Regions from separate parts of the Mus musculus genome. Here regions 1, 2, 4, 5 and 6 are each linked to region 3. The links are chromatin contacts, called in public HiChIP or PLAC-seq and promoter capture Hi-C maps. All regions are on one chromosome and are shown on one strand. The core of a region is the stretch at or near the end of the contact, and the rest is flanking DNA. Distances in the headings are between cores, read along the strand shown.

Region 1 (4,070 bases), core at 535-3,034, 540 kb before region 3:
CGCGTCCTGCACTCAGAAATGCCTGGGGCCCCACCTTAGTCTACACTGAGAATCACTCTTGTCACAGCTCCATCTGGACACCTCCAAAGGAATCTGTTTTGAGCACCGGGCACATCAAAGACTCAGTGGCCTTGGGGAATCTGTTGGATAGCCAGCTGACCCCGCCCCCTTATTGTCCATCTCTGTTTTCCAACCTCCTCCCCCTTCTACTGGAGCAGTGGTTCTCAACCTTCCTGATGCTGTGACCTTTAATACAGTTCCTCATCTGGTGCTGACACCAACCATAAAATTATTTTCCTTGCTACTTCATAGCTGTAATTTTGCTACTGTCATGAACTGTAATGTAAATATCTGATATGCAGAATATCTGATATGCAACCCCTGTAAAAGGGCCATTTGACCCCCAGGTTGAAAACCGTTGTACTAGAATGTTCTGAGGTATGTTCCTGATAAACCCTCCCTCTTTAGTTTGCTGTATAAGACCTCTTATAACTTGACCTTGCTGATCTCTAAGTTTGGCCTCTTCTCAGGGGCAGAACTCCTTTTGACTTGTTTGAACTTTCCAGATTCCCACTCTTACCTCATTCTCCTATGTGCAAACATCATAGGCAAGCCTTATCTAGCCCTGCCTTCTTTTTCGTTTGTGAGGTGAGCTCCTATTCATCCCTCAAAACCCAGCCCAGGCTGCCCAGCCCATCTCTACAGTGGTTGTGCTGTCTTTTGTCCTCATCCTTGTCTTTCTTCACCTTTGTATCCCTCACTCAGTGATGGTCTCTCATTATGGCTCTTTTTTGTTCTCAACAACAGTTTTAAAAAAGCAAACATATATTACGGAAAACTTCAAGTATATAATGATACACCAATAGAGATCAGAATTCTGACTTCCCAAACAGGTTTCAACAGTTACAAATTGTATGTCTGATTTAAAATTCTCTGCTCTTGTCGACTTCTGGCCTCACCTCCAGAGGTCATTATGAGCACCTCACCTGGAATATATCTTTCATTAATCTTTGCTATTTTCATGTCCTTATATTTCAGTTTTTAAAATTAAGATACCACATACAGCCAGGCATGTACACACCTGTAATCCCAGCACTTGGGTGGCCGAGTCAGGAAAGCACAAGTTTATGGTCAGCCAGGGCTACAGTAGTGAGATCTTGTCTTGAAACAAAAGAAAAACAACTCCAAAAGAGGAAAAATACCTACAAAAACCTCACCAGCAGTGGGTGTGCATCTACATCTGATCTTTAAAATTCAACAGTGGTCTTATAATTTGGCATTCTCCTGCCTGAGCACTTTCTCCCCTGATGCTCTCTTCAGCAGCTTCTGCTTTGGTTTAATGCCTGTATCTTGCCTCCATCTCTTTGGATGTCATGGTTTCCAGCCTCCAACACTGTGTGCTCTGACTCCCAGGCTGGCTGGCTGGCTGGCATAGGTTAGCTCCCTTCCTTTCTACTGCCTTTGAGTAGCTCCATCTCTTATTGTATTAAACGTGGACAATACCTTTCTCACACACTCTCCCCCTCTTATAATCACAGATGTTTTATTTTCTAAGGTCAAATGGCAGGACAGAAGAAGAAGAAAAAAACCTGTTTAATCACCAGAAGACTGTATTATGGATGCCAGCATGAAAAAGAGCTCCATTCTCCTGAGAATTATGATGTAGGTGCCCCTGGCTGTCAGCCGCTTTGGGCGGATGGCCAAGTCCTTGTTTTACTCCCCAGCTGAGCATCCTAAGCCTGCAAAATACCGCCAGCTATTCGATTGTTTTTCATGGTGCTCCCGCTCCAGGGCAGGCCAGCAAGCTCTACGCTCGGCCATCTGCCTTCCCACTGTGATTAAACCATGGCTCTAACATCAAATAGCAGCCATTTCTCTTCTTATGAAGCAGGGCAGCTTTATCTCAGCAGTAGCAGGTGCCTGCTAATCCCTTAATAAGTATTCAGTAAATTGATGAATAAGTGATACTCGTTGAAAGAGTCAAGCCCGTGAGACAGGGAGACATCCGTTTTCAAAGACCAGGCCAAGACCAAGGCAGCGAGTAGTGAGAGAAGCGGTGGAGAAGGCAGAGGTCTCCCTGGAAGCTCTGGGAAGGAAGTGTGTGAGGCCAGTTTAGTGCCATCTGGCAATGCTATGCACCAGCGTCCTTGCATACTGTCCACGGTAGGCATGGACCTCTGCTACCGAGGATTCGATAATATATATTTCAGGCTTCATGGGTTATGTCGTTGTTGTGATGCACAATCGCAACCCCTCTTGGTGGGAGAACAGTTGGGGATGATTAACACACAGATGGGAAGGGCTTTATTTTAATAAAAAGCAATTTCACAGGGCTGGAGAGATGGCTCAGTGGGTAAGGTGCTTGCTATGTACCCACAAGGATCTAGGTTCAAATCTCAGACCTGTTTAAAAAAAATTGCTGGACATAGAGATGTAGACCTGGAGCTTACCTGTCAGACAATGTATCCAGAGAGTGAGTTTTGTTTTGTTTTGTTTTGTTTTTTTGTTTTGTTTTGGTTTGGTTTTTCGAGACAGGGTTTCTCTGTGTAGCCCTGGCTGTCCTGGAACTCACTCTGTAGACCAGACTGGCCTCGAACTCAGAAATCCACCTGCCTCTGCTTCCCTAGTGCTGGGATTAAAGGCGTGCGCCACCATGCTCGGCTGAGTGAGTTCTGGTTTCAATGAGAGACCATGTCAGAAAAAAAATAAGGTGGAAAATTGCCAAGGGAGACTCCTGATGTTGACCTCTGACTTCCATGTACACATTCCACACACAAACAACCTGATTTGTCCAAACACATGTCCCACCATTCCTGACATGGGAAGTTCTTGACCCCCCCCCCCCACCACCACCACCACCACTACTTGTGACAGAGAAAATTGGAACAATGTGAGCCCAACGGCTGGATGTTACTTGGCTGGGCTCTGGTGCCTGGGTGTTTGGTTGGTCATTCTTCTGGATGGTTCTCTGAGGGTAGCGTTAGATAAAATTGAGATGGGCCATGGTGTTGGGCATGGGGTACAGGCTTATTCTAGCTACTCTGTAGGCCGAGATAGGAGGACTACAAACTCAAGGAGTGCCTGGGCTATAGAGCACATTCTAGGTCAGTTTGGGCCTTTGAGTGATACTCTGTCTTGAAAAGTAATAGACTGGGGGTATAGCTCGGTGACAGAGTACCAAGCTAGCATGTACAAGGCCCCAGGTTCAACCCCAGCATCACCATGGTAATAGTAGTAACAATAGTAATATGCGCAGCAGTCCATTATTATTATTATTAATTATATAGACTACTTTCTGTAATGTGAATGAGCCTCATCCAGTCAGCTAGATGATCAGATAAAAGAGACACCAGCATCCCCTGAAAACCTAGACCCTGACAGCAGACATCCCATAGACTGACTTGCAACTGCAGCTTGTCCATGCAAAAAGGAGTTTGCATTCTTTCTAAAATCTTTGAGTTTTGCTTCAAATAAAGTGTGTCATGTACAAGGTTGAGGGCGGACATGCTGAGTGCTGGGTGCTCTTCTTCTATTAAAAGATTTCACAGTTAAGAAAAGACAAGGTGGTATAAGCAAAGTCAACTGGAAAAAAAAAAAAAGAGCTGGTCCAGTGGTCAGCGCTTCACAGTGCTTAAGACAGGGGCACTCTCTGGGAAAGTGTGCTGGCATGGAGGTGGGAACCATTGGGAATGAACAGGGACAGGAGGACAGGTTCCCAGGGTAGCAGTCATGAGGCCCGAGTGAGTTTGCTGCAACCTTGGGAGCAGTGGGTAAAGCTGCTGAAGGCACAGGTGCAGGGAAGTCAGGACTCAAGGACACAGGGCCACACTGCTTGAGTCTCCCAGATGTCCTTTCTGTTCGCCTAAAGGAAGCTGTTTGGAAATGGTTATGTCTAGCTTTCCTCTGGTGAGATCTTCCTCCTGGGTGTTTGCCCATGCCTGAGGGATTTGTGCTAATCAGAAATATGCTGAGATCCACACTACCAGGGCTCCTCTCTGATTCAGGTGCGACTCTCAGAGAAGATCCTTTGTGTGCATGTACATGTATGTGCCTGTAAGTGCATGCATGTA
Region 2 (4,076 bases), core at 952-3,451, 920 kb before region 3:
CTTCGATGAAGTTCTGGCCCAGGATAGGAAGGCGAATGGACAGACCCAGATCAGTGAATCCATTTGTTTCAGGAGATGAACAGTCTATAAAAACCTCAGTGGCCTCCAAAGGTCTCAGCCAGCACCTAGCTGGGCCATAAGAGAAGGCAAATGTTTCTAATGACTTCACTGTAGCGTAGACCACTTCCTTCAACAGAGCTTCAGGCTGTCAGTCATTTTAACTCTGACAGTGGCATGGGTGTTTTCTGGCTAGACCTTTACAACTGAGTAATGGGTGGGTTTGGGTTCCCAGGGTCAGGAGAATGGAGAGGGCCATGATGTCCAAACCATGGCAGACTCACAGCCGGCTCCCACCGGCTCCGTTCAGATTCTGGGACAGCACTGGCCTAAGACAAACGGGGGTATGCAGGCACATCAGCCAGGCCAGGACCTCGTGCTGGGCTGGAGTGTGGTGCTGTTTCTTGGTCTTGCTTTGTTTGATTCTCTTCTCTTCCTGTCTCGCCTGGCAGCACACCAAGTTCTATACATCCGCAGCCTCCCGCCTGCCGCAGGGACTGCCTGTGCCCAGATTCCGTCTTCCACCCTGTCTGCGGAGACAATGGAGTCGAGTACCTCTCCCCCTGCCATGCTGGCTGCAGCAGCCTCAACGTGAGCTCAGCAGCTTCTAAGCAACCAGTAAGGACAACGACGAAGGGGGTCACAGGGGTCGACAGAACCACATGGAGCTTTGGGGCTCAGTGTGTCACCTCAAAAACCGTTCCTTGGCCGTCAGTATCAGCGTCTTAGCCCCCTCCACCATCTCTCATCCTTCTCTGCCCCGGGGTCATGACCAGATGCCCACAGCCCAAAGTCAGTTAAAGATTGGCTGGAGACCAACGAGTTCATTCTTGGGAACTTGGCAAAACAACAGAAACAAGTCCGAGCAGTCGCTCTCAGCGGAAACTTGTGACTGATACTAATGGCTCCCTGTGGCAGGGGGGAACTTCTGGGTTCTGGGTTCTGGGTTCAGGCCATATTACAGAGTCACATGGCCTGAGAGCAGAGGGTCCCCTGTGACTTGGACCTTAGAGGCCAGTGCTGGGAGCAGCAGTCGTTTCAAGCCCTCCTCTCCCAGGAGTGCCACAGAGTTGGCCTGAAGCCATGAAATTAAGTTCAAATCTAGGATTAGAAACAAAATCTCTCTTCACCTGGTCTTCAAGGCCATGTGTCTCCTTCTTAGACCTAGACCTATGGGGACTTGTCTGACAATATGTGAGGACAGTGACCCCAGGCCTTCTGGGATCAGGAAACAGCAAATGCCTCCTCCAGGTTTGTCTCTTAGTCAGAAATCCATGTGTGCAGCCACCATGTCAACCAAAAGCCCTGGTCTCACAGTTTACATCCAGTCCGATAAATGCACACGATAAATGCTGAGGGACTTCCTGAGGTGACTTACCCTTGAGCAAAGACCAGAAGAATCCTATGGAAACCTGGAAGCCCATTGCACTCGAGGGAAGCACAGGTGCCAGTGCACCAGAGAAGCTGAGGAAAGGCCTGGTCGGCGCTAAGCGACAAGTGTCACAGCTATCGGGACAAGGGATCAACAGGTCCAGAGCTGGGCAGGGCCAGGCAAGCCAGACTTAGGAGGGAGATTATTTCCCCTCTTAACTCCCTCTGATGAGAACAATGGAACGTCTATGTCATTACTATAGGATGCCCCCATAGGAAGAATGCACCTGTGTGTCGGCCATGTGTGTTGGCCATGGGCCAGGCTAGCCCCCACTTACCACCTCTTGCGAGGTCACAGAAAAAAGCTTCCCCTGTCTGTCACTATGGGCAAAGGCCCTTGGCTCTCAGGTAGAGAAGGGTGAGGAGCTAAGACAAGATGGCCCCTTAGTTTGCCTCTTAACTGGAAGAGTGGTGGCTTCTGTGGTTTTCTTATCTTTATTTACTCTCCGCTGACTCATCTACTTCCAGAAATAATCTTGACAAGCTTCCAATAACAGCACAAGTACATCAAGACAAAATCCATTACCATGATAGCAAGGGAAAAAATAATAAATTATAAGGGGGATAAAGTCTTAGTATTTTAAGATCCAGATTGCGGGAGGTTACGGCAATATCGTGTGTTAGGAACTTCTGAGCTTGAGGGCCACAGTCCCACTGACTGACAGAGGGAGGCCTCCTCTAGCTCATTAGTTGGCTCAGCCCCATAACAGCTCTGACACCAACGTCATCATAGGCTGGGCCATCAGCCACTGCAAGGAGGGAAGGCAAAGATGACCAGATGAACGGTGGCCGCCAAATGAGTCGAACAGCAGTGTTGAGCCACATAGAATTATGATGAGGCAGGGTCCTCCTCTGGGGGCTCTTCTTAGGTCAAAGTACACCTCTTCAGTGGGGAGTGCTACAGAGCATTCAAGAGACTCTGTTATTGTTTCCTCTACTCCCGGAACATACCTTCTCCCATAACAACTTGCGCAACCACTAGAGCGGGCTGGACCGGGAGGAGAGCTCCCAGGTTCCAGGCGCTGAGCTGATGAGGGTGCTTTGCCTGGTGATGGGATCTTGGGCATTCAGATGTTGGAAGACTGCAGGAGTTCATCCCATGCTGGACTCTTGGTGAAGACCATTTCTTTCTTTTTTTTATTTTAAAGATTTGTTTATTTATTTTATGCATGTGAGTGCACTGTCACTCTCTTCAGACACACCAGAAGAGGGCATCAGGTCTCATTACAGATGGTTGTGAGCCACCATATGGTTGCTGGGAATTGAACTCAGAACCTCTGGAAGAGCAGTCAGTGCTCTTAACCGCCGAGCCATCTCTCCAGACCGTGAAGACCATTTCTAATGTCCCCAAAGTGAAAGAGCCAGGACCCCATGGGGCACTCTAAAACCCTCATCTGACCTCTTCAGTCTTTGAATCCTAGCTTTTCCTCCATCCCTGGAGGGCTGAAGGGAGGGCAGAGGGATTCGTTCATATTAGAGGGAGGCAGTGTGGATATGTGAAACATACAGAGGTTAAATCATGACGTGGCCCCTCCTGTTCTTCAAGATCTATTTGAACTGTAGCTGTGTGACTGGAGGATCCGCATCGGCCAAGACAGGCTCCTGCCCTACATCCTGTGCACAGCTGCTGCTCCCGTCCATCTTCCTCATCTCCTTTGTGGCACTCATTGCCTGCGTCTCCCACAACCCCCTCTACATGATGGTCCTACGGTGAGTGAAATCTCTGAGCCTCTGGCTGCTGCTTCCACACCCTCTCTTTGACAGTACATCCTGTCTCCTACTCAGAGTCTCTCCTCCCTTAACTGGGGAGTCTTAACAGCAACCTACAAGTGTCTAATGGTGAGAAGACAATAGGTACACTGATGGCAGGAGTTCCCTGTCCCAGGAGGAGCTCCTGGTAGGGAAGCCTGGCCCAGGCTCCTAGTATCCATGAAACATAGGCCCTGTTGGCACCCCCATCTTTATTTGTGGGAAGTTAAATCATAGCCCGGGATGGTGGAACTGTCGAAAGGTTGAGCCGCAGGTTCAAGACAGGCTGTGGGTAAAGATTCACTTGTTCTTCAATATTAAAAGAGGAGAAATCAGCAAGTCAGAAACTGAGGAAAGTTCCAGAAGCAAAGCGAACACTGTGAGAAAGGGCTGAAAACGTGAAATTTGCAGGAGACTGGGGACTCAGTGCTCAGAGTGGAGGGACAAGGGACCAGGAACCAGGGTGGGGTCAAGAGAAGTGTCTGGTTTTTAATAGAGAGCGTTCCCTCTTCTCATTCTACCAAGAAGGAAAATGTAAGAAAAGAAAAAGAAAAAAGAAAAGAAATCTCACCCAAGTTCATCTAACCACCTCCTGCCTGCCTCTCTGACCTCCCATCCAGCCCCATCAGCTTACTTGGAAAGCAGAGAAGGAGAAACACAAAGGTTGAAAACTCCCTATCAGATTAAAAGTCTCTACTTGAGTGTCTTGGGTGTTGCCTGACCTCATGACTCCCAGTTTCCTTGACTATGAAAGGAAGATAGTGATACCCACCTCCAAGTGTGAGTGTGAGCAATTACAAGGTCAATCGCTTCGTAAACAGAAGCTCCTCTGCTGGGCG
Region 3 (3,734 bases), core at 1,038-3,537:
CCCAGCAAGTAGGATGGTAGTGCCCACAGGAGGACCAGAAGTCTAAGGTCATCCTTAGCTACAAAGAAAGGTTGAGACCAGTCTGGGCTGCAGGAGATTGTTTCGAGGGGAGGGGAGGGGGGAGGGGAGAGGAGAGAGGAGGGGGAGGGGAGGGGAGGGGAGGGGAGGGGAGGGGAGGGGAGGGGAGGGGAGGGGAGGGGAGGGGAGAGGAGAGGAGAGGAGAGGAGAGGAGAGGAGAGGAGAGGAGAGGAGAGAAGAGAAGAGAAGAGAAGAGAAGAGAAGAGAAGAGAAGAGAAGAGAAGAGAAGGAAGGAAAATCTAGAGAATGGTCCTCAAATCTCTGAAGGAACAGACCTCAGAAATCAGCAGCTAGAAAGGCTTTGAGAACCTAGGGCAGTCTTTTGGGTACTCTGATAGAGCAAATGTTTCCCTTTGGATCTCATGGTACTAACTGGAGAAATCAATATGTAATCCTTCAACTTAGGAGAGTCCAAAGGCTAGAAGGGTGTCTAAGAGGTCAGAGAAAACACGACCAGCTAATTTGAGGGAAGGAGTTCAGGGCATTTGTGGGGGTGGGGTGGGAGTTAAAACGGACCAGCATTCCCAGAGTTCCTTGGAGGAAAGGCTGTTTGCTTTGTGATAGATATGAAGGGTGAAAGATTGGATGTCAGCCATGACAGTGCTGACAGCAGACTATTCTCAGCCATCAGTCTCCACCGGCTAAAGAGAGCAGATGGCTAGATTAAGTAAAAGTTTGAAGTTCTAGCTCCAAGGTAACTTAGGACAACTCCCCAGGGCCGTCCCAGCTTCAAAAGTCTCTGCAGGGTTGGCTGAGGTCTTTGCTGGGAATGCTGCACAGAGCAACCTTGCACTGATTCCCCTGCCTTGCCCCAGGTACCTACCCAGCATTCTCTGGTAGACATCTTGCTTGCTTATCTACATCTCAGAGTTGGCTTTCCAAGAATCCTAGGGATGCCTGTGGATGGAGTGAGCCACCAAAGACTATCTTAGGTCAGCCCAAGGAGGCTCTGCATGGACTGATGCTTAAAATGCTACCAGATTTCTTACAGCTGGGGATGGAGTAAGCAAGCACTGGAATAAGATTATATCCCCCTTGGGTAATGAGGCTCCCGGTAATGAGGATGATGGCAGAGAGAGTGGCTGGCATTCGGAGACTGCCTAAGAAAAGGGCAAGTATAAAGATTACCAGCACCCAGCTCACAACAGTGTTGAGTCAAAGCCACTGCTCACTTTTCTGTCCCCTCTAACCTGGGGTACCAATCTGGGATGGGCAGGAAGATAAGTTAGCAGACCAAGGACAACTTGGAACAGTAGCACGCGTTCCCTTCCTGCAAACCCTGTACTTAACAATTTTCTTCCGTCTAGAATAGGGTCCCTGGCATCCTTATCGCCAGGCGTTATAAAACCTGAGCTTATCAAGGATGGGGGTGGGGGGAGAGAAGGGTCGCGGGGGTGGGGGGGTTCAAGTGGTGATGCTTCGAAGTTCTTTCCTGGCTGGCATTATTTATTACATGTTTCCTGAGAGACACACTAGGCACTGAACTGCCTCCAGAAAAGAGCCCTTTAGTCAGGACCACAGAAACAGTTGCGGCAGAGCGGGGGCAGATGGGTATGTGATCTAGTTCTTGCTCACTGAGACAAAGTTCACGCAGAGGGAGCAGAGCTTGTAGGTTTGGGCCTAGTCTGGAACCTTCCCTTCTGGATGTCCGGATCTCCTGGTACCGCCCAGCTTGCCCAGCTCAGTCCTGCCGCCTGCTCCTGCAAAGCAAGTTCTCAGGGCCGCCAGCTCCGTGATACCCATTCCTCTCCTCCCGAGTCTCATTTCTCTCAACCCTCCCTTGTCCAGCTCCTCTACTGGTCTCATTCAGAAGAGCACGCCCCCGCGTGTCTGGTCACGCCCCCAAAGCCTGGCTCCGCCCCACAGGACTCCTGGCCACTCCCCCTCTCGTTGTCCAGCCAGGACCACCTCTCCGACTCTCTGACTGGTTTTCTCTTTCTTCTGCTGCTGCCTTACGCCCCACTTACCGGGCTACGACCCTAAAATCTGGCCCGACACTCTCTCTGGGCACTGCTCTTCTCAACTGACCACACCTCCTCTCGCTGCTACGTCCCACCCCTCTCTGTTAGCCTTAACATCCCCAGCTTGCTCGGCCACGCCCCGAAAGTATGGCTCCGCCCCTTCTCAAGACGGCCACTCTTCTTCAACACCACGCCCCTCTAGTTGCCACGTTACGCCCTTCTCCCCAATCACCAGGCCCGGCTCACTTACTGCTCCGCTCTTCCCTCCAAACTCCGCCCTCTCCTCTACAGCACCTCGCCCCACCATCTAGGCCCCGCCCTTAAGGCCTGGCCACGCCCCGGCCACCTCCCTGCTCCTGGCCACGCTCCTCTCTGATTTTGGTTTCTCCCTGCGGCGCTCCGCCCCGCTTGACAGGCCCCGCCCTCCTGGTCCCGCCTCCTCCTGGCACCCAGCCGACTCTCAGCCTCAGCCGGCCGCGGGCATCATGGGCACAGCCTCGTCGCTGGTGAGTCCCACTGGCGGGGAGGTGATCGAGGACACGTACGGGGCAGGCGGCGGCGAGGCCTGCGAGATCCCGGTGGAAGTGAAACCCAAGGCCCGCCTGCTGCGCAGCTCGTTCCGCAGGGGCGCGGGAGCCGGGCCCGGGTCGCTGCCTCGCGCGGCAGGGGGCGGCGGGCTGCTGGGCGCCAGCTTCAAGTCCACCGGCTCGTCTGTGCCCGAGCTAGAGTATGCGGCGGCCGAGTTCGAGCGGCTCAAGAAAGAGTATGAGATCTTCCGGGTCAGCAAGAACCAGGAGTTGCTGTCCATGGGCCGCCGAGAGGCCAAGCTGGACACGGAGAACAAGCGGCTGCGGGCGGAGCTGCAGGTAACGCGGGACCGAGAGCGTCGCAAGCGGGAGGCTCTGAGGAAACTGAGACCCGAGCGCACCGCTCAGCCGCTTGGTGGCACCACCATCCTACCCCAGCTACAAACCAAGTTGTTTTCTAAATTGTGCAAAAGCTGCTCCTCCTTTATGTGGAATCATTATTTGAGTGTAAACTAATTTCTTATCAGCATCTTCCCCTGCCCCTTTCAATTTACGGTTCATTCATTAAGACACGTTGAATCAACCCAAGTCCTGAAGTCGAAAAATTTCTCAGAGCAACTACACACAAACTCCTCCCGGTTTTAGGTATCTCCAAAATGGAGTTCTTGGGTTAGTTTTCTTCGCGAAGTTCGGCAGATTCTGGGGTTTAATGATACGATAGGAATTTTTCTGGAAACCTCCTGATTTTATGGTTTTTAACTGTTGTGATTAAAAGTCTTCCCTGAGAGTACTCAAACTCTCTTAGTCCATTTAGTTAATGGACTAAACAGTTACTGCAATGCTATTGTAGGCCTTATAACAGATCGCCTTTGATTCATTCGGATACTAGGTAAAGCAGAACTTCTCGGAGTAAAAATATGGGACTATATGCCGTGGGTTCGGAGCCTCTCTGGTGGTCATTTGTTTATACCTTTCTTTTCTGTGAGAGGGATCTCTGACAGCCCAAGAGCTCCCGGCACATCAGAACTTAAATAAACATCACAGATTTTTTTGTAAAAGAAGGCTCCTTCCTTCTAGTAGGGCATCATTCCCATAAGCTATGAAGCCCTTCAGAATCTGCTGGGCTATTAGCATATTATCTGGGAAGCTGTTCTCACCCTCAGCTCCC
Region 4 (3,865 bases), core at 1,100-3,599, 560 kb before region 3:
AACAAGAAGAAGGGTGTGGCTTCCTTGCGTTCTATGAGCTATCCTAGCAGTTAACGGAATCTGAGGAGCAGATTATGGAAAACTCCAAGTACTGATGGTAGGTCAGAAGTAGGGTGGTCAGCCTTGGTTGTCATCTGAAGTCAAGGGCAACCTTGTGGGACTGAGTTCTTAACCTATAGGATCTGGCGATGACCTCAGGTACACAATGCCAGACAGACTCAAACTGAATGGGAGGACACATGTTTGCTATTTGAAGAATTTCTCAGTGTGGAAGAGATGTAGACACTTGGTGTGTGTATATATATATATATGTGTGTGTGTGTGTGTGTGTGTGTGTGTATGTATGTATATGTATATATATATATATATATGTGTGTGTGTGTGTTGGTGTGGTGACATACACCTATAATCCAAGAACTTGGGAGGCAAAGGCAGGAGGATTGTGAGTTAGATGCCAGCCTGGGATACATAGTAAGAACCTGGCCCAATGAATAAGACATAATTAGATGAGAATAAGATTTTAAAAAGGTGAAAATATTTCAGGTGATTGTTTTCAAACAAGTTCCTTTGGAAGGCCTCGGCATACCAGGGGATAAAATAAAAACAGAGTCAATTGTGCTAGAAATCCCACCACAGAGGTGAAGCTCAGCTGCTCGTCTTACTGTGAGAAATCAAGATTAGTCATATCGCTGCCAAATCTTCAAACAGTCTAACGTTAATTGGGTGATGTTGAAGTGACTGGTTCACTTTCTGTCTCTTGTGCAAACTGTCCTTGTTTCTTAAAACCAGCCTCTGCTGCTCATTGCAATTCCAAACTGAAAATAGGGGTGTCTGTACTCAGGATGGTTGCATCGCTGCAAGGACATGCCTGATGTGACCCACTTAGGGCGAAAGGTGGATTTTGCTTCTGGTTTCAGAGGGCTTCTACAAACAAAGGAAGAGGCTGCGGTGATAGCTCGGTCTATCGGTAAAAGGACTGGGCAGAGAGTATGACGACTTTGATCCCCACATCCCATGTTAAAAACAAATAAACAAAGCCAGGAATCCTGGTGAGGTGGTATACACTTGAAATCCCTGTGCTAGGGAGGCGGAGGCAGGGGGATTTCTGGGGTTTGCTGGACTGCCAGTGTAGTCTAATTGGTGAATTCCAAGCCAATGAGAAACTGTTTTGAAAAAACGAGGTAGGTGACATTTCTCAGATAGCTGATCGAGTCCTTTGGCATCCCCCCCCAAACCACCTTACACACACACACATCTACCTGAACATATACCTACCTGTATATACACACAAACTTGTATACAGACACACATACACACACCTACCTGAACATACACATGCCTGTATATACACACACACCTACCTGTACATACACCTACCTGTATATACACACAAACTTGTATACAGACACACACACATACACCTACCTGAACATACACATACCTATATATACACACACACTTGTATACAAACACACACACACCTACCTGTACATACACCTACCTGTATATACACACAAACTTGTATACAGACACACACACACACACACACACACACACACCACACCCCTACCTGAACATACACATACCTGTATATACACACACACCTACCTGAACATACACATACCTGTATATACACACACACTTGTATACAGACACACACACACACACACACCTACCTGTATATACACCTACCTGTATATACACACAAACTTGTACACACACACACACACACACACACACCAGAAAGAGCTGGCAATAGTTGCAACAGATGCTCACCCACGTGTCTTTATCCCTCGTGCCTTCAATGTTTAGTGTTCCTGGATCCCCACTGCTGCCTCTGCCTCTGTGCTTGAGGTTGCTCTGAAGTCCTGGAAAAGGTCACCTGGCTAGCAGGTAGCTGAAGTATTCATGTCCCTGCCCCTTGCCTCCTTCCTTCCGTACTCTGCATCCATCGTTTCTCAGCATCCCCCTAAGCTGCTCCAATCTCAGCTGCTCATAAGACAGCCTTTGTTGGTTCGCCCACCCCTGACTCACCCACTAATCCCAAATAAATCACCACCACTCCAATATTTATCTCAAGATCTGCTTCTGGGGGAACATCAACTAAGACATAAATTAATCACGTTAATTAATTTTCAGCCTCCTTGGGCCGAAAGGTAATTAAATGCATGTTTTCCTTCCCTTTCCAAAGGCCTTTGGAAGCAGTGAGGAGCCATTGAGTTTGGCTTTGCTGCCAAGTAGCAGACATGAGAAGCTCGGGGCAGGCAAATGTCAGCCCCCGAGGGCACAGCCACAGCCGACAAGCTATTTATTGCAGGAATCCTGGCTGTCAGTTCTGATCCCTGTTGACAATCAGAGGAATTCACTCGTTCTGCAAATATTTTCTGAGTTCTGCGTCGCTGCAAGAGGCCCAGGCAGCGCTGGCCAAATGAAAACAAATCCTGTCTGTCTTCCATGAGAGGTGGCCTTCAGATCGCTCTATTAAAAACACTAATGAATCTGTTCAGAATTAATGTTGGAGTTAGTGTTGAGCCGACGGCCATTCTCAGATGAGGGCTGAAAGATAATGGCCAGTTTTGTGGGTTTTTAAATTTTCACGCTAGGCAGGATTTATTTCTGATAATGATAATGACCCAGTCCATTCTTAAAGAGGCACCCGCTCAGTGTGGTGTGAGCCTCAGCAGTGCTTGGAGGGAAATCAGGCGGCAAACTGGGTTTAGTTAGCTTTGGCAACGGAGCTGGGAAAGACACAGCCAGCCAGGCGTGACTGTGCACACCTGTAATCTTTTTTTTCTCATTATCTCCTTTCACAGTGGTAACTAACTTTATTTTCTTTCTTTCTTTTTACATTTTTTTTTTCTCCCATACATTACATCCTGACTAGTTTCCCTTCCTTTACTCTTCCCCAGATCCACTCCTTCTGGTTTCCCTTCAAAACAAGAGCAGGCCTCCCAGGGATATCAACCAAACATGGCATAATAGGTTACAATGAGCGTAAGCACAAACCCTTATACCAAGGCTGGATGAGGCGACCCGGTAAGAGGAAAAGGGTCCCAAGAGCAAGACTAAGTGTCAGAGATAGCCCCACTCCCACTGTTAGGACTCCCACGAAGACACTCAGCCACACAACTATCATGTATATACAGAGGACCTCGCTCAGACCCACGGAAGCTCTGTAACTGCTGCTTCTGTCTCTCTGAGCCCATATGAGCCCTGCTTAGTTGATGCTGTGGGCTGAGTTCTCATGGCATGCCTGCAATCTTAGCATATGGGAAGCTGAAGCAAGAGGATGGGAAGATCAGGTGTGGCCTAGGCTACACAGGGAGAACCTATCTCAAGCAAATGGACAAGGTGGGTGTGGTGCTAAACACCTGTAATCCTAGCACTTTAGAGGTTGAAGCAGGAGCGTCAAGAGTTCTAGTCTGTAACTGGAGAGATGGCTCGGTGGCTATGAGTGCTCACTGCTCTTGTAGAAGACCTGGGTTTTATTCTCAGTACCCATGAGGTAGCTCACAATTGCCTATAATTCCAGTTTTAGGGAATCTGGCGCCCTCTTCTGATGTTCCCTGGCACTGCATGCATGTGGTGAACATACATACACTCAGGTGCACACACATATACGTTAAATAAATACTAAAGAGTTCAGGGTCATCATTGGCTACATAGAGAATTTGAGCTTAGCTTGTGGCATAGGAGACCCTGCCTCGAAAACTTAAAGAAGGGAAGGAGGGAAGAAAGGGGGAGGAGGGAGAAGAGAAGGAAGAGGAAGAGGAAGAAGAAGATGTTGATGCTATAGAAGGAAGGTTCTTGGATTAGGATCCAGAAGAGTTGAGCCTGGTGCTACCAATCAGCCGAGTGACCTTGG
Region 5 (4,200 bases), core at 1,364-3,863, 620 kb before region 3:
CAAGTCATCTACCTACTTTATGATGCCGGTATATTTCTGGACTAGGGATCATCCACTTGAGCACGGTTGAACTATCAGGAGCTGTACCCTTAAAGAAACCTGACTCTTCTCCTGGAAGCCACCAACTGTCCACAGCTCCTCAGGGTCTCATGAGCCCCCTTCCCTCCAAGCTTTGGTCTTGTGCAGATAGGAGTTGGCTGTGTAGATTGTTGGTCTTGAGATGGGCTCCCGGCTGAATTCATAGTCTTCATTTATTTTTGTTTATTTATTTTTTTTAACCCTGTAGCCAAAGTGGCTGGAACTCACTATGATCCCAGTTGGGTCTCAGACTCACACTTATTCTACTGCCTCAGCTTCTGGACGTCTGAGTGTTCAGATCTATAGGCAAGAACACCACAGTTAGCTCCTGATGATTTTAAATACAAAGGTTATTAGCAAACCATGGAAGGAAGAATATGGGCTATTTTTGTTTTTGTTTTTGTTTTTCGAGACAGGGTTTCTCTGTATAGCCCTTGCTGTCCTGGAACTCACTTTATAGACCAGGCTGGCTTCGAACTCAGAAATCCGCCTGCCTTTGCCTCCCGAGTGCTAGGATTAAAGACGTGCCCCACCACCGCCCGGCTTGACTATGGTCCTTTTGTCTTCCTTTCGGCTTTTTCGTGTCTGTGATCCTTCATTTACAAGGCATGATAGGGACTGCAGGATTGCACCGTTAGGATGGGGGGGGGGCACCCTGCTGAGTGATTAATTAGGTCACCTCTGCTCTCTCTCATTTCCCATATCCATAAAGTGTAGGCAGAAATGTTCACCTTGCACGGTACTGTGAAGATTTGATATGGAAGTGCTCATCTCCCAGTGGTGGAGAAATAGAGAAGGAAGGTGCTGGAGCAAAGGAAATAAACATTTAAAGCTTTACTGCAAACCCCGGGAATGCACAGCCTAGAGGTAGGGCACTGGCCTAGAATATATCTTTGGCCATGGATGTAGTCACTGGTGTGAGAATTAGTTGTTTTTTTTTTTGGGGGGGGGGGAAGGATTAATCTTGCCACAGTTTGAGAGGGTTACGGTCACCATGGCAGGGAGGGCGTGGCTGAGTGCAGGTCAGCAGGATGGTGTGGCTGGAATTCCTTATGTCCTGCCAGACCAGACAGCATCTGCATTCTCATCCTCACCAACACCCTCTGACAGGACGAAGCGACACTCTCAAAGGCTCCCCTTCAGCATGCGCTCAACCTGTGTCCTTGATTCCACTACTTAGAATAATAACTACTAGGCCAGCCAGACGCCTCGGCATGTAGAGGTGCTAGTGTACGGGCCCAGGAGATAAGTGACTCCCAAGAGCTGTCCTCTGACCTCCACAGCACACTCATGCCTGCACACACACACACACACACACACACACACACACACACACGTGTGCACACACAAAATTAAAGTGAAAGATAACAGCTTCTGTGAATTCAGAAATTGCTCTGTGCCATGATATTTCAACTGTCTTTATAAATTCTTGCCATAACGCAACATGGATTAGTGGGGGCGGGGGGCATGTAATTGTTATCTCACTTTACTAATGGGGTTCAGAGGTTAAATAGCTTGTTCCAGGGATCCTAAAAAAGAGGCCAGATCTGACATGTAGCTATATTATCTAGCTATGTGATCTTGATAGTCCCAAACCATCTCTCTTCAGTATCTTAAGCCTTGCAGTGGAAGAGGAGTCTCTGTGAGGTTTATGAAAAACATATATGAAATAATTATGCCAATGCCTGACATTTCATGGGTAGTAACTTTTAAAAAAATAAATGGTCAATGTCTTTGTTACTGTTCTATTGCTATTACTGTGAAGAGAAACCATGACCAAGACAACTTATAAGAAAAAGCATTTAATTGGGGCCTTGCTTACAGTTTTAGGTTCGTCCATGGCTGCAATCATAGCAGAAGGCACAGAGGCAGGCAGGCAGGCAGGCAGGCAGGCAGGCAGGCAGGGAGGCAGGCATGGTGCTACAATAGTAGCTGAGAGTGCCTTTGATCTGCAAGTTGCAGGCAGAAAGAGAGGGAGGCTGGGCCTGGTGTGGGCCATCTCCCAAAATACACTTTTTCCAACACAGACACACATTTTACTCTTTACCAAACAGTTCCACTAACTGGGTGAGGATCTGGCCCATTCAGACCACCAAAGTCAGTGTTATTGAAATTGGGTACCCTTCAACGATGTTGAAAACCTAACCACCCGATGCCTATAAATGTGGCTCCAGTTGAAACCAGAGTCTTTGCTGCTGAAGAAGTAAAATTGAGGAGTCCAGGGTGGAAATGTCTATGCAAGTAGACGTGCTCACAGAGCTTTGTTTGCTGGTGCAGGAAGGAAGGCATTGGGGATGATGCCCCAACAAGCCCCAGGGAAACTAAAGGCTGTTGGCCAAACTATAGAAGCCCAGGGGAAGCCCTGGCATGACTGCCCACCCTTCCTGGCTGCACAGGAGCCAACCATGCTGACACATCGTGTTGGAAGTGCAGCCTCAAGAGCTATCAGAAAAGGCCGCCCTGTTATTTCAAGCCACCCAAATGGCAGTGCGGCTTTTGTTTTTGAGACAGTGTCTAGCCATATGTGGCCGGGAACTCCCTTTGTAGCCAGGTCACCTGCCTCATGCTGGCTGTGACCAGCTTGGTTCTGCCTCCCCAGGGAAGGGATTACACTATGCATCTCTGTGTCCAGCTTTCCCACATGTTAACTGCATCTTTTTATTTTGCTTTTGGTTTTGTTTGAGATAAGGTCTCCTGTATAAGGTCTCCTGGTCTCCTGGGGTGACTTCAAGCTAGCCAGGAACTAAGGGTGACCTTGAACTCCCAGCCTCTACCGCCTGAATGCTGTGGTTTGTGGACCACCATAGCCTGATGTAAAGGCTTTTTTTTTTTTTTTTTTTTGGTTTTTCGAGACAGGGTTTCTCTGTACTGTATAGCCCTGGCTATCCTGGAACTCACTTTGTAGACCAGGGTGGCCTCGAACTCAGAGATCCACCTGCCTCTGCCTCCCGAGTGCTGGGATTAAAGGCGTGCACCACCACGCCCGGCTGGCTTTTTTTCTTAATGAATGGATTAAGAGAAAATAAAACATGGCTGCCATGATGGCTCAGTAGAGGAAAAGCTTCAAAAACACAACTCAAAGACCTGAGTTCAAATCTCAGCACCCACTTGGCTACTGCATATATCTGTAAGCCAGCAGTGTGGGGTGAGCCTGATCCTGGGGTCCCGTTAGCTAGCAAGCTTTGCTAAAATGGCAAACTTCAGGTTCAGTGAGAGACTTTGTCACACACACACACACACACACACACACACACCAGGCCTCCAAGCTCACTGCATATACACAGAAACCTGCCAGTGTACATGTAATTAAAAATAAATCTAAAAATATAAGATGGCGAGTGATGATAGAGGAAGCTAGCCACGCCCTCCTCTGATCCCTGAACCCGTGCACTCACATATACATCTGTAACCCCCAAAATTCTGAAGAGGGGCAGGATTCTGGAGAGACGGCTCAGCTGAGAGATTGCCTGTTGCATTACTGTGAGGACCTAAGTTTGATTCCCCAGCACCAGCCTAAAAGCCCAGGCACGGTGGTGCGTGGTTCTAGTCATAGCAATGGAGAGGCAGAGACAAGAGGCTGCCCAGGCTCACTGCAGCTCAGCTCAGCCTAAGGAGTGAGTCTCCAGGCCCAGGGAGGGGGGTCTTTCCCTTCCCTTCCCTTCCCTTCCCTTCCCTTCCCTTCCCTTCCCTTCCCTTCCCTTCCCCTTCCCTTCCCTTCCCTTCCCTTCCCTTCCCTTCCCTTCCCTTCCCTTCCCTTCCCTTCCCTTCCCTTCCCTTCCCTTCCCTTCCCTTCCCTTCCCTTCCCCTTTTCTTCCTTCCTTCCTTCCTTCCTTCCTTCCTTCCTTCCTTCCTTCCTCCCTTCCTTCTTTCCTTTCTGGTTTTTTTTTTTTTTTTCTTTTGGAGTAGTAGTGTCACAACTTTATTTATGGTGCCTGTGCTTTGTCTCAAAAATACCTTCTCCCCCTCCTCAGACAATGGATGGGAAGGAGGCAGCAAAAAATGGAAGACATCCCTCCCTTACTGCACACGGATCCTATATCCAGGCCCACCTAGCAGAGGCCAGTGGGACTCTTGGCACATTCCTGGATCCCTGGGGAGGGGGAGACCTTTTCTTTAAGCACA
Region 6 (3,892 bases), core at 789-3,288, 890 kb before region 3:
ATGAAGACCATGCTGTGTAGCTCTGCCCAGACTGCAGGAGCCAACCCAGCCGACTGAACCAGTACAGATGAGGAAATGCTGGGTGGAAGGTGTGACACCCCCCAACCCCCTGAATGCCTTGACCTCCACAGGCAGGGAGGGGTGTGGCTTAGGAGTAGTTCTTTCACTGCTGGAGTGTCCAACTTCTAGCTACGGAGACACAACATTGCAATCTACAAACTTCACAATGTAAAACCAGGCAATGGGATCAACAACAATAAACAAAAACTTGCCCCAAAAAATGTAGAAACCCATCCAGTATCTCATAATGTTCTACATAAGATTACAATATTGTGTTGTGCTGAATTCAAAGCTATCCTGCAAGGCATATGGCCTGTGGACAGTGGGTCGGACACACCTGCCAAAACTTTCCTCAGCCCATGCTGGATCCCGAGACAGCAACACACTCGGGGCAAAAGTAGGGTGGAGTCTGAGTTATCTTAGTCTGGTGCCCAATCTGGCATGCTTATATGCTCAGAGGGATGACCTCCGACTCCAGGGACTTCAAACCGAAGAAGACCACAAGAATAGAACAGTTACTCTGATTTGAGAGTAGTTTTAGAGGTTAATTCGAGCATTCAGCAACTGTTTCCTAAACTCTAGGTGAAGTGGAACCTCAGCTGCTTCCATGGAGTTTCCTGTGAGGGCTCAATGTGCGGTGGGAGACTCTAGTGGGTACATTCGGGGTAAATTCATAAGTGTCCCCTGGGAAATCCGTAGGCACGGGTGTGTGTGTGTGTGTGTGTGTGTGTGTGCATTTCACTCCTGGCTTGCTTTGTGTAACATACACTACACATTCCAAACAGTCCCAAACAAACATTCCCTGAATGGCCAGAGAAGGTCAAGACCAGCAAGTGGCTGGAGAGGAAGAGGGGAGGGGCTTTGTAAAGCCTCAATTAACCCGATGCCTTAGAGTGTACTGCTTGGGGACTGCGTTTAACCTTAGTCTGGCGTCTACTCCTTGCTCTCACGCTACTGTGTGTGCCCTGCAAACTTAGAGGTCGCTCTCTTATACTCTTGTAGCTCATTACCCGAATAAACCTAACTAGCAGGGCGCAGGAGTGTGGTTGGGCTGACGGTCTCAGGATCAAAAGAGGCAGGGCATTGTCTTTGGGTTAGTGGAGCTGTCTTCTACCAGGCAGGTTAGGTTTCAAACCCTAGTAGGCATATCCTGTAAGGGTGTCTTCTCTCTCACTGGCCAGCTCCTCTGGGGACAACCACAGATCCCCTCCGCATGAAGAGTCTGAGCCTAGCTAGATAGGAGGTAAGCTAGAGGCCAGCAGGGGCCACCGAGGAGCCATACCCCAGGTCTGAGCCAGGTATCCGCACATCTTCCTACTCACCACCACACCACACACTGACCCTTTCCTATGTTCCCGCCCTGTCTGACCATCTATCTGGGTCTGAGACGGAAGAAGGGAACCGCATTTAGGTGTCAAAGACCAGAAACAAATGTCCTCTTGACCAAGTCCTGTCTTTTTTTTTTCCCCCTAGGTGGGTGGGTGAGACAGAAGCAGCAGGGCAGAGCAAGACGCTCCAAAGAGGGCACCTCTCTTAGGCTCAAGAGGAGGTGGCTCTCCGGAGCCGGCTGCCCGGGTGGGGGCTGGATGGCGCACGCCCCCCAAGCCCCGCAAACCCACGGGCTCCGCATGACATCAGAGGCTTGGGAGCGCGCAGAGCGCAGGCGCGGGCGGAGCAGGCGGGCGGGAGGGGGCGCGTGGCGCTGCTCGGAGAGCGCTCCTCCGCCCAGCTCGGTCCCTGCGCCCCGCTCCGCCCGTGCCTCGCTGCCCGCGCCGAGCTTCGGGCGTCCACAGCGCGCCCGTCGCCCGTGCAGCCAACGCCACCCAGGGCTGCGCCGCGCACCCCGCCTCCTCCCTTTCCGCCGTCGCCGCCGTCGGACACGCAGCCGCAGGCCGGGGCCCGGCCGCAGCTGGGGAGTCAGGGGCGCGCGCAGCCAGCCCTTCCCCCTCCGGCTCCCGCACCGCTCGCCGCCTCCCCTCGCCCTCCTCCTCTCCCCTCCCTGCTCCTTCACCGCTTCCTCCTCCTCCTCCTCCTCCTCGCCCGGCCCCAGCTGCCAGCACCATGTCCGCAGGGGGAGATTTTGGGAACCCGCTGCGAAAATTCAAGTTGGTTTTCCTAGGGGAGCAGAGCGGTGAGTACTCGGCTTATTCTCTCGGCTCGGAGCCGAGTCTTTTCCCCACGCCGCCCATTCAGCCACCCCACTAGGGACCCTCCCAGCCCTGGCTCGCCAAGGCCCTTCCACGCCCCGGTAGAGGAGAGGGATGCAGATGGGGAGATGGGGCTGGCTCGGGTGGGGCCGGGCTGGGGAGGACCAAGGGGGAAAGGAAGAAGGTGGTTCTGGGGGTCAAGGGATGAGGGTGAGTGTGAGATCTGGGTACGGGTACCCGGTGCAGGTGCGTCCGGGAGGACCGAGGGCGGCGGCTGGCTCACCCGCTCTAGGCGCCGGGCTCGCGGGCTCGCTGACTAGCTCGCACTGCGGCACAGGCTGCGGAGCACTGTGCAGGTGTCTGGGTGCCGGCGAGGGTGTGGGCGAAGGGACAGGAGCCTCTCTTGGGAGAACGAGGTGGGGCTGGGAGCTGGTTGCCCCCACCCCAAGGTTGCGCCCGAGGGGCTCCCTGCGGACCCTGCCTGGAATCTAGGGAAAGGACGCGTCCAGCTCTGGAGCAGATTGCTGCTGGGAAATGGGGAACACGACACCTGTCCCTTTTCGAAAAGAGTGGGTGCAAGTGGTAGGGTAACTGGGCACTTAGCTTCTCTGGCTTACATCCGACTGGGCAGAAGGTTCTAGACTCACTGTCCTTCACTAATGTGTTAGCCTCTTTGGGGCTTAGGGGTGTGGATCGTGAGAGTGAAGATTCTTCCCATAGCAGGTGACTTGGGGGATGGTACAGAGGCGTCTCATATCTGTGAGCTTGGCACTGGGCAGAGAAAGGCCTAGGCGACACGCCCTGCCTGGCTTCCCTGCCCCCTCTAGAGAGCATCAGTGGAGCCGGTGGATTCTCCCACCCCCCATCTCCCAGCTCACCGCCCTTCTTGGGGGAGGGGAGGTCACCGTGGCAGCCAGCCAGAGCCTAAGGAGGGGGAGAGTAAGGGTTTCTTTGCTGCCCAGGAGTCTCCCCTCCCAAGTATCTGACACCCAGGTTGGTCCAAGGTGGGAAGCTCAGACAGAAGAGCAGCGACCCCTCTGATACCTGTGGGAAGGAGTACCTCCTTGAGAGCCTCGGTCCAGGAGTCACATAACCAGGGGGTTACAGACATAAGCTGGGCTTCTGAGCATTTCTGCTGGAAGAGAGGGGGATCCCGGGGGGGGGGGGGGCGGGATTCCCAGCTCTAGCTCTGTAAACCAGTTCTGTTAGCTGGTTTGGAGGCCAAGAGGAGGAAGGCCGTGGGAGGACCTGGTGGGCCCAGGCACCGTGCAGCTATGACGTGTGCGTGTGGGCTGTGGAGGTCACATGGCCACCTCCTGTCTGCTGATGCTCAGTACCTGAGCTGGAGGGTTGGGAGCCGGGTGGAAGTCGGGGTTGCCTGTCCCGGAGAGCTGGGTTTGGGACATTTCACATCGTACCCAGCTCAGCTAGGTAGCCAGCTGGATCTGATTCCCTGTGCTTTGTAGATCCCAAGTGTCACAAAGGACACCTCCGTTCCTTGCTGTGTGGAAAGGATTTTGGGAGCACCTCAGCCCTAGGAGGGAGCCTGCAGGTGCACAGCAGCCTTGGGGGGTGGGGGGGGCTCTCAACTGTGTTGTCATTTGCCTGATTCCAGGCCTCCTGGACACTCAGTTTCTGTCTCTGAGTAGTGGGTAGCTGGAAGCAGCCCTTATGCCTCATGTTTC

The links. Promoter capture Hi-C pulls out the DNA fragments that hold promoters and counts their contacts. HiChIP or PLAC-seq counts read pairs in DNA pulled down with a chosen protein or histone mark.
Region 1: a contact with region 3 is called in an H3K4me3 HiChIP or PLAC-seq map of embryonic basal ganglia, with 4 times the contacts expected there. The contact joins the enhancer-like site here to the promoter of Nphp3 in region 3. A contact is called at or near these places in 13 of 39 promoter capture datasets (the C10 cell line, cranial neural crest, embryonic stem cells and 9 more), 2 of 15 datasets of contacts at CTCF or cohesin (large pre-B cells and pro-B cells), 3 of 484 Hi-C or Micro-C datasets (the HL-1 cell line and embryonic stem cells) and 22 of 115 datasets of contacts at active chromatin or transcription factors (the NIH/3T3 cell line, acute myeloid leukemia, bone marrow-derived macrophages and 15 more).
Region 2: a contact with region 3 is called in a FOXA1 HiChIP or PLAC-seq map of pancreatic cancer cells. The contact joins the enhancer-like site here to the promoter of Nphp3 in region 3. A contact is called at or near these places in 2 of 39 promoter capture datasets (hippocampal neurons and pre-B cells), 1 of 484 Hi-C or Micro-C datasets (rod photoreceptor) and 4 of 115 datasets of contacts at active chromatin or transcription factors (embryonic forebrain, extraembryonic endoderm stem cells, large pre-B cells and 1 more).
Region 4: an H3K4me3 HiChIP or PLAC-seq map of stem cell-derived neural progenitor cells shows a contact between it and region 3, with 14 read pairs. The contact joins the enhancer-like site here to the promoter of Nphp3 in region 3. A contact is called at or near these places in 11 of 39 promoter capture datasets (the 3T3-L1 cell line, the C10 cell line, cranial neural crest and 6 more), 1 of 15 datasets of contacts at CTCF or cohesin (large pre-B cells) and 13 of 115 datasets of contacts at active chromatin or transcription factors (effector CD8 T cells, embryonic basal ganglia, embryonic forebrain and 8 more).
Region 5: a contact with region 3 is called in a promoter capture Hi-C map of cranial neural crest. The contact joins the enhancer-like site here to the promoter of Nphp3 in region 3. A contact is called at or near these places in 8 of 39 promoter capture datasets (cranial neural crest, embryonic stem cells, frontonasal cranial neural crest and 5 more), 1 of 15 datasets of contacts at CTCF or cohesin (large pre-B cells), 8 of 484 Hi-C or Micro-C datasets (the G1E-ER4 cell line, embryonic stem cells, extraembryonic endoderm stem cells and 4 more), 13 of 115 datasets of contacts at active chromatin or transcription factors (VIP interneurons, cardiomyocytes, embryonic basal ganglia and 8 more) and 1 of 9 other capture datasets (embryonic stem cells).
Region 6: a contact with region 3 is called in an H3K4me3 HiChIP or PLAC-seq map of forebrain, with 5 times the contacts expected there. The contact joins the promoter of Rab6b here to the promoter of Nphp3 in region 3. A contact is called at or near these places in 5 of 39 promoter capture datasets (the C10 cell line, hippocampal neurons, neutrophils and 2 more), 1 of 15 datasets of contacts at CTCF or cohesin (pro-B cells), 5 of 484 Hi-C or Micro-C datasets (CD4 T cells, CD8 T cells, the N1E-115 cell line and 2 more) and 6 of 115 datasets of contacts at active chromatin or transcription factors (embryonic forebrain, embryonic midbrain, forebrain and 3 more).

What each region holds. Positions count from the first base shown.
Region 1 is chr9:103,464,072-103,468,141 of GRCm38.p6, forward strand. The region is part of intron 1 of Bfsp2 (beaded filament structural protein 2, phakinin); the gene reads right to left. Among named protein-coding and RNA genes, the nearest start is that of Gm16252, 5.9 kb to the right of the region's middle. Within about 2 kb of position 1,785, at least 37 of the 459 cell types and tissues checked have an H3K27ac peak or open chromatin away from gene starts, as enhancers often do. A contact at or near this core is called in embryonic basal ganglia, embryonic forebrain, forebrain and 4 more, where this site is marked.
Region 2 is chr9:103,076,415-103,080,490 of GRCm38.p6, forward strand. Slco2a1 (solute carrier organic anion transporter family, member 2a1) reads left to right here. Exons shown (of 14, transcript NM_033314.4): 10 at 510-675; 11 at 3,035-3,198. Among named protein-coding and RNA genes, the nearest start is that of Rab6b, 34 kb to the right of the region's middle. Within about 2 kb of position 2,202, at least 35 of the 459 cell types and tissues checked have an H3K27ac peak or open chromatin away from gene starts, as enhancers often do. A contact at or near this core is called in pancreatic cancer cells, where this site is marked.
Region 3 is chr9:104,000,257-104,003,990 of GRCm38.p6, forward strand. It overlaps Nphp3 (nephronophthisis 3 (adolescent)), which reads left to right and starts at 2,288. Exons shown (of 27, transcript NM_028721.3): 1 at 2,288-2,905. The coding sequence starts at 2,525. It overlaps Gm33054 (predicted gene, 33054), which reads right to left and starts at 2,103. Exons shown (of 2, transcript NR_168653.1): 1 at 2,046-2,103; 2 at 1,504-1,778.
Region 4 is chr9:103,441,307-103,445,171 of GRCm38.p6, forward strand. The region is part of intron 4 of Bfsp2 (beaded filament structural protein 2, phakinin); the gene reads right to left. All of the region lies in intron 5 of 5830418P13Rik (RIKEN cDNA 5830418P13 gene), which reads left to right. Among named protein-coding and RNA genes, the nearest start is that of 5830418P13Rik, 20 kb to the left of the region's middle. Within about 2 kb of position 2,350, at least 47 of the 459 cell types and tissues checked have an H3K27ac peak or open chromatin away from gene starts, as enhancers often do. A contact at or near this core is called in embryonic forebrain, forebrain and stem cell-derived neural progenitor cells, where this site is marked.
Region 5 is chr9:103,378,163-103,382,362 of GRCm38.p6, forward strand. No RefSeq gene overlaps it. Among named protein-coding and RNA genes, the nearest start is that of Cdv3, 14 kb to the left of the region's middle. Within about 2 kb of position 2,614, at least 11 of the 459 cell types and tissues checked have an H3K27ac peak or open chromatin away from gene starts, as enhancers often do.
Region 6 is chr9:103,110,036-103,113,927 of GRCm38.p6, forward strand. It overlaps Rab6b (RAB6B, member RAS oncogene family), which reads left to right and starts at 2,039. Exons shown (of 8, transcript NM_173781.4): 1 at 2,039-2,191. The coding sequence starts at 2,122. It overlaps Gm46128 (a long non-coding RNA gene), which reads right to left and starts at 3,232. Exons shown (of 2, transcript XR_001779270.2): 1 at 2,491-3,232.